Linked DNA regions of Mus musculus: region 2 is linked to region 1. Evidence: chromatin contacts called from public Hi-C data. All regions are on one chromosome and are shown on one strand. The core of a region is the stretch at or near the end of the contact, and the rest is flanking DNA. Distances in the headings are between cores, read along the strand shown. Region 1 holds the start of Tent4a (terminal nucleotidyltransferase 4A). Region 2 holds the start of Ndufs6 (NADH:ubiquinone oxidoreductase core subunit S6).

The links. Hi-C and Micro-C count contacts between places; a contact is called where the count stands out from the background.
Region 2: a Hi-C map of CD8 T cells shows a contact between it and region 1, with 7 times the contacts expected there. The contact joins the promoter of Ndufs6 here to the promoter of Tent4a in region 1. A contact is called at or near these places in 1 of 39 promoter capture datasets (pre-B cells) and 2 of 484 Hi-C or Micro-C datasets (CD4 T cells and CD8 T cells).

Annotation. Positions count from the first base shown.
Region 1 is chr13:69,532,232-69,535,823 of GRCm38.p6, reverse strand. It overlaps Tent4a (terminal nucleotidyltransferase 4A), which reads left to right and starts at 1,960. Exons shown (of 13, transcript NM_198600.2): 1 at 1,960-2,336. It overlaps A930018O16Rik, which reads right to left and starts at 1,509. Exons shown (of 1, transcript XM_011244606.3): 1 at 373-1,509. The coding sequence starts at 1,509. The coding sequence ends at 628.
Region 2 is chr13:73,326,730-73,330,321 of GRCm38.p6, reverse strand. It overlaps Ndufs6 (NADH:ubiquinone oxidoreductase core subunit S6), which reads left to right and starts at 1,840. Exons shown (of 4, transcript NM_010888.2): 1 at 1,840-1,983; 2 at 2,853-2,906. The coding sequence starts at 1,876. It also overlaps a transcript of Mrpl36 not described here.

The DNA.
Region 1 (3,592 bases), core at 711-3,210:
AACTTAAATATGTATGCATATATGCGTGGACATATCAGACGCTGGGATCACCGGCTGAGTGGGTTAAAAATTAAAGGGGGCAAAGGAAGGAATATGGGGAAAACACCTGGGAGACAATTTAAAAACAGACCAAAGACGGAGGTGACCAATGAGAAGAGAGGCAAGAATTTGTCTTTGGACAGTAGCAGAGCCAAGAGGAACGAGGGACGGAGGAGGGCAAAGACTTTTGCGCTTTTGCCCAGATCCATTAAAAATTGAGTTCAAACAAGAACTGTTTTTCTTTCCCGTAGTATTTAACACAACACACTCTGGGACAGGGCTTCAGGGCTTGCGTGTACTGTTTGCAATCGTCCTGCCTTGGCCTCCCAAACGCTGGAATTACAGGCACTCGTGACCACACACAAAGCATAGGCTCTGCTCATTGGCTGTGATCTCCACATACACCGGTGGTCAGAAAACGCCAGAGATAAAACATTCATTCGCATTAACGCTACTGACTGAAGGCAGTAAGCACGCTACCTGGCCCTTACTTCCACCTTGGTACAGTGTGAGAAGGGCCAAGTACTTGGTAAGGTTTGCTCCACGGTGGTACAGACCACGAGGGAAGCAGTTCTCTTATGCTCAAAATTAGCGGAGCCCGGATGCAGAGGCCCAAGGACGGCAGAGGCAGAGCGGGCACCCGCTGGGCTGGACCCGCACACCAAACGCACAGGACACCAGAGCTGCTTCCGGCTTCACGGGCCGTGGCGCCCGCACGCGGCGCATGCCAGAGCAGGCGCGTTTGGTGGAGCGCGTTGCGAGCGACGGGCCACGCGTGGCCGGCTCTGCCCAGTCACTCCACCGTACAGAGCACGCGAGGAGAAGGCGGGAGGGCGGGGGCTCGACCCGGTGCAGTCGCAGCGGTTTCGTTTTCCCAGGCGGTCCGCGACCGCAGCACACCAGCCGGCGCGGAAACTTCCACCCGGCACGCTGGCGTGTCTGCGCACGCGCAGCGCGGCCCACACAGCCCAGCGCCGACCCGCACCCGCCCCTCCGGCCCCGCCCTGTCTGTCTGGTCTGCATGCGCCCGCGCCACTGTCTCTCCGCCGCCGCCCGGAGCGCGCAGTGCGCAAGCGCGGTAACCAAGGCGGCGCTGTCTAGTGAGGATTTGAAATCCCCGCGCGTGCGCACTGCGCCGCGGCCCGCGAGGGAGGCCGCGCCCCCGCGCCGCCGCCCCCGCGCCGCCTCCCCGCCCCTCATTGGAGCTGAGGCGGCGGCCCCCATCCCTCTCCGTTCCCGGCCGCCGCCGAGGGCGTCTTTCCGCCGCCGCGCCGCAGGAGCGCCGTGACTGACTGACGGCCCGACGCTCTGGGCCCGCCCCCTCGGCCGGTCACCGCCCCTTCGATGGCCTCTCCCTGCCGCCCGCACGCTACGCCGCCGCCGCCGCGGCCCCCTCGCCCTCCCCGCGCCGCCTGAGCCACCGGGACCGCAGCTGCGCCGCGCGCCCCACCGAGCGCCGCCCGCGCCCATCCGCGCGCACCGGAGCGCGGCCCAGGCCCGTCCGTCCGTCCGTCCGCGCGGCCGGCCCGGGGCGCGGCGGGGCGGGGCGCGGCGGGGGCGGGGCGCGGCGGGCGACGCGGGCCCCGCGGGGGCGGCGCGTGGATGGATCCGCGCGTGGCCTGGATCCAGCCGGAGCAGAAGGGGCCGGCCAATGCCCTGTGGATGCAGATCTGGGAGACCTCGCAGGGCGTGGGCCGTGGCGGCTCCGGCTTCGCGTCCTACTTCTGCCTCAACTCGCCGGCGCTGGACACGGCGGCCGCGCCCGGGGCGGCGGGGCGCGCAGCACCAGCAGCAGGAGGCCCGGGGCCGGCGCCCGCCGCCTCGTCCCCGCCGCCGGCGCCCGGCCCCGCCGCGCTGCCCCCGGCGCTGCTTACCGCGCTAGGGCCCGCGGCGGACAGCGCAAGACGCTTGCACAAGTCCCCGTCGCTGTCGTCGTCGTCGTCCTCGTCGTCGTCCAACGCCGAGTCGGGCACCGAGAGTCCCGGCTGCTCGTCGTCGTCCTCCAGCAGCACCTCGCTCGGCCGCGCCGGCAGCGGCCGCACCTTCTTCAGCTTCGCCGACGGTGCTGCCCACGCACACCCGGGCCCACGCGGCTCCACGCCCGCCGGCTCGCCGCCGCAGCACCAGTTCCACCCGGGTCGGCGGAAACGCGAGAACAAGGCCAGCACGTATGGCCTCAACTACCTGCTGTCGGGCAGCCGCGCGGCCACGCTGAGCGGAGGGGGCGGCCCCGGGGCCCAGGCGGCGCGGCCCGGCACGCCGTGGAAGAGCCGCGCGTACAGCCCGGGCATCCAGGGGTGAGTGCGCCCGAGCCGCGGGGCTGCCAGCGGCGCGGGCACTTTAAAAACTCCGTTGGATCGAGATCCACCAGGCAGGGGGGATTGACAGTTCGGGATGGAGGCCTAGGGCTAGACTAGAAAGTGGTTCCTTTCTTTCCTCTGCTCCAGGGCAGGGAAGCAAGGGCTGGCTGTCAGAGTGGGAAGCGTTTACGCGTGTTCTTTCCTGTAGGCTAAATCCTGTATCTTAGTGTAGTGAGGTTGAATGTAAAAAATTTTTGTTCCCTTTTTTTGAGACAGTAGGTTTTTGGTATTGGTGCAGTTTAGCCATCAAGTGAGGTTTAGAAGTGGAGTCTTGTGTGTGTTGAGGTTACCTCGTACGTTTTAATTTTGGGCAGACGTTCACAGAAAGACCGTCACCTGGGGTTTCTGAAAACCACCTAATAGTACTCAGGTTTTTTTCCTGTGAACTCACAGGAAGGTGTTTTCATTTAAAAATTTTTCCATAAGGCTCAGAGGACCTTAGCGGTTTAATGTCCCCAATGACAGCAAGGTGGGGGTGTTGGTCTGGAATTGCCCCAGGTGAGACTTTTCTAGTATGAAGCTCTTCATTCAACCTATTGGTTGAATTTCTGAACATCTAGAAACAAAATAGTGGTTGTGTAGTCTCAAGACTGGTGAGCTTGATTTGCCTCAGTTCCTGCCGCTCTTAAAGGGCGTCTAACCTCCCCCCCTCCCCCTCACTCCAGGGAGCGACATCCCCAGTTCAAGTCCACCCGGGTGGTTGCTAGGCCCTGGGACTCCTTTGAGGTAACTTCTTAGGGGGCTGTTTGCGGTTTGAGGTCTGTGGGGAACACGGATACTCTTTAAGGGGTTGGGGGTGTTACATAGAAACAGTTGTCCCCTCTGCAACTTGTTTCACCTGCCTTGGATCTTTGGGTCGGGATTCTCCAGCATGCACTACAAATCCAGGAGGAGCCTGGTTTCTTCTGCCAGTTCCCCCGCAGTGCTTGCTTGTAGAACTTTGTGAGACAGGTGTGGCCGTGGACCTACGGGAGGTTTCTGGATTGTTACATAACTGTAATGGACATGGTGTCTGCCGGGAGACGGATCCTAGCCTCTGACAGAGTTCCACTTGGGTACTTAGGCATCAGCAGCATGATCTGCCCCTCGGTGAGAGTTGTGTCCCTTGATGTGGTCTCTCTGGTGGTCTGTAAAGCTGGTCAGCCTCTGTGTGTTCTTCTGTGGCGTTTTGTTAGTATGTGTGCCTCTGTGGG
Region 2 (3,592 bases), core at 591-3,090, 3.8 Mb before region 1:
AGCATTCACTTCTGTATTTGCCAGAACACAGGGCCCCTAATGAAGGAGCTAGAGAAAGTACCCAAGGAGCTAAAGGGGTTGACAACCCTATAGGAGGAACAACAATATGAACTAACCAGTAAACACCGCCCCCCCCCCCCAGCTGTGTCTCTGGTTGCATATGTAGCAGAGGATGACCTAGTCGGCCATCAATGGGAGGAGAGGCCCTTGGTCTTTCTTTGGGGATTATATGCCCTAGTTCAGGGCAATGCCAGGGCCAGGAAGTGGGAGTGGGTGGGTTGGGGAGGGGGGAGGGAGGAGGGTATAGGGGACTTTGGGGGATAGCATTTGAAATGTAAATGAAGAAAATATCTAATAAAAATGCCTAAAAAAAAAAAAAAAAAAGAAAGAAAGAAAGAAAAGGAAAAAAGGACTCCAGAGTTCTAGCAATTAAAAAAAATAATGTGGGTCAGAGAGATGGCCTGGGAGTCACAAGTGCTTTCCATGCAAGTCTGTAGACCTCAGTTCAGTCCCCAGAACTCACATGGAAAAAGAGACTGGCTTCCTCCAACTTCCACATGTGCTCTGTGGCACCTGTGTATGAACTCACATGTGTGTGAACTCATACACAGACAGGGGGTGTTAGGGTTTAAATAGAGACTTAGGGCTGGAGAGATAGCTTGATGGCTAAGAGCACCTGCTACTCTTGCAGAAGACCATCATTCTGTTCCCAGCACCCACACAACTACTCAAATGGACTGTAACTTGACCTGTCTGGAGATCCTGTGCCCTTCTCTTGGTACCAGGTAACCACACACATGGCCATATATAAATGTATACACTCATACATATAAAATAAATCCTTTAAAAAGAGGGAGAATGAGACAAATCTGCAGGACAGGGTGTGGAGACATAAGCCTGAAATCCCAGCACTCCAAAGGCTGAGGCAGGAAGACAGTGAGTGCTAGGTTAGCCTGGCTTACAGAGCTTAAGGCTAGCCAGGGCATCTTAGGCCCACATTTATTGGGGCATTTTTCAACTTGGCGAGGTCTTTGTCCTTGTGTCTTAGGGCCCTCTCTGGTTACCCCTTTCGTCTTCAGACTCACCTAGTCCTTATGCTATAGCAGAGCACAGAAAGGTAGATACCAGGTCATTAACCTCCAATCCTGGCCAAGAGATCCCAAACAACACATGCTAGCTTCTGGCACTTTCTCGGAATTAGTGACCCGGCCCTGCTCTGAGTCTGGGGTCCCACCTGTCTACCTCTGAGCAAAGTTGTTCAGGCTACTTTGGGGTTTGACAGTATATGTCGTTCCAAGGGAGGTTCGGACTCAGATTCAAATGAGGCAGGAGAGGCCAAAACAGCCTTCAGAGTTACAGACTACGATTTGCATCAGGTTTTTTTCTACATAGCAGAGCTTTTCCGGACAGCTTTCCAATGCTGGGTAAACTTCCTTGCAGTCTAACTGGAAACTGAACTACTGCAGCGTTGCAAAAATGCTCAGAAATCTAACTTTCCTACACCAACATACAGGACCAGGAGAGTTGACTGCACAAACTGTTTCTTCTGCTGAACAACTTACTTCTTTACTCAAAACAAAACAGAAAACAAAAAACAAACCAACCCACGGAAAATCTGCATTTTCTCCATTGGCATAAAAGCACACACAGCGCATCTTCAGTTTCCGTCCCCCCACCCCCTGCCTTTGTCACACTAGTAACCTTTGAACACTGCGCACAGTTAAGCCGCAGCTCCGCATCCTATCCAGTTCCACCACCAGCCCCGCCAGCCGCTCAGGCATAGGACGAAAAAAGTTCCACAAGTACTCCCCGCCGACTGCTGTGCGCCTGCGCCGGCACTTGGTACGACGCGTGGGGTCAAGGGTCACCGGCAAGATGGCGGCGGTGCTGACCTTCCGCCGGCTGTTGACTCTCCCCAGGGCTGCACGGGGTTTCGGGGTTCAAGTGTCGCCGAGCGGGGAAAAGATCACGCATACCGGCCAGGTAACGGCCGCGCCCGCCATGCCTGGAACCCAAGACTGACGGTAGCAGGGAGCGCAGCAAGGTGTGCTTCTGCCAGGCTAGCGCGCGGCACTACTGGGCTCACCTTGTGCAACCCGCTGCTCCGGTTTCTAGCTGGTGGCTTTCGGTTGGGACTTGGATCTCCTCATTCTTTAGGCCATATCTTTATATTAAGTTCAATGTTTTAACAAATGATTGTTGTGTTTTGGACCCGGGACAGAGGACTGAGGTGCATATTTTACATATCAAAGGAGACCCGGCATGCAGGTTCTCCCAGCATTCCTCAGTCCCTACCTGGCGTTGCAGCCCAGGATCCTCCCTATATAATCCAGGCATTTTGGTTTCTCCCACCCTGTCTCTTTCTCCTCTCCTTGAACACACTCCCTTTCTCTCCCCCGACCCCTCCTCCTGTCCCAATGGTGACTTCTCTGGCCTCAATCCTTGGGGCCAGTGAACTCACCTGAGAGCGGCTTCCCAATAAACCTACCTTTAATATAATTTAATCTGGCTTGAATTGGTTCATTTCACCAGTGGAGAAATAGCCTATCAATAGTGTATAAAGCAACCCTAGCGTTCGTTCAATATAATAGTGAACCAAAAAATGAGAAACTATGTCTGCTGAAATGAAATCGCGCCTGTTGGAGTTGGCTACTTGTGAGGGCAGGAACTTTGTCTCCAGTCTGCACTCCAGCCTGTCATCCCCTGAGACCGTTCAGTACAAGTTCATTTTGCCTCTTAGTGGGTCTGTCTCCTCATCAATGGGTATAGGCCAAGGGGAACATCGTTCTATAGTATTTTCAATCAATATTATGTGACTTTATTTAGAATAATAGATGGCCTTTTTTTTCCAGGTGTATGATGAAAAAGACTACAGGAGGGTTCGTTTTGTAGATCGTCAGAAAGAGGTAAGTGAAAGATAGAGGAATTCGTAAAACTTAAGCAGGTTGAGCAACTCAAATGCCGGAAGTGTATTGAGCACTAATGTACCACAGTGAATCCTGCGCCTGACTTGGGTGGTAGATTGTAATGAAAAGACAGGCACAACTGAGGTATTGCATAAAAATACCTTCAAGCTCTGTATGAGGTGTAAAGAGACAAGTGGATTTCATGTTTGTACTTGGGCCCATCTTTGAGGTAGCTCGTGTTCCTTAAAGGTATTTGAGCTTTGAGGTAGCTCTTTTGTATCCTCATTGTTGGTCCTAGGCTCCTCCTGGAAGTGGTACTTAGTGTGTGCCAGCTTAACATGGAAGAAGCTAAAGAAATCCTCACATATCACAACCACCCTAGAAAACGCAGAGTCCTAAGTACAAATTGTGTTAACTTTTTTTCTCTTCCTCTCAGACTGCAGAGCATCTTGGAACAGTAGTTGAGATTTTCATAAGCATGATCTTGTTTTCAGTCTGGTACTTGCCGTAGCATTTTTTTTTTTTTTTTTTTTTTTTTATTGCTGAGATAAAACACCATGACCCAAAGCGGTTGGGGACAAAAGGGTTTCATTTTATAACTCTCAGGTCGTATTCCTGAGGGAAGTCAGGGCAGGAACTTGAGGCAGGGACTGATGCAGAGACCATGGAGGAGTGCTGCTTACTGG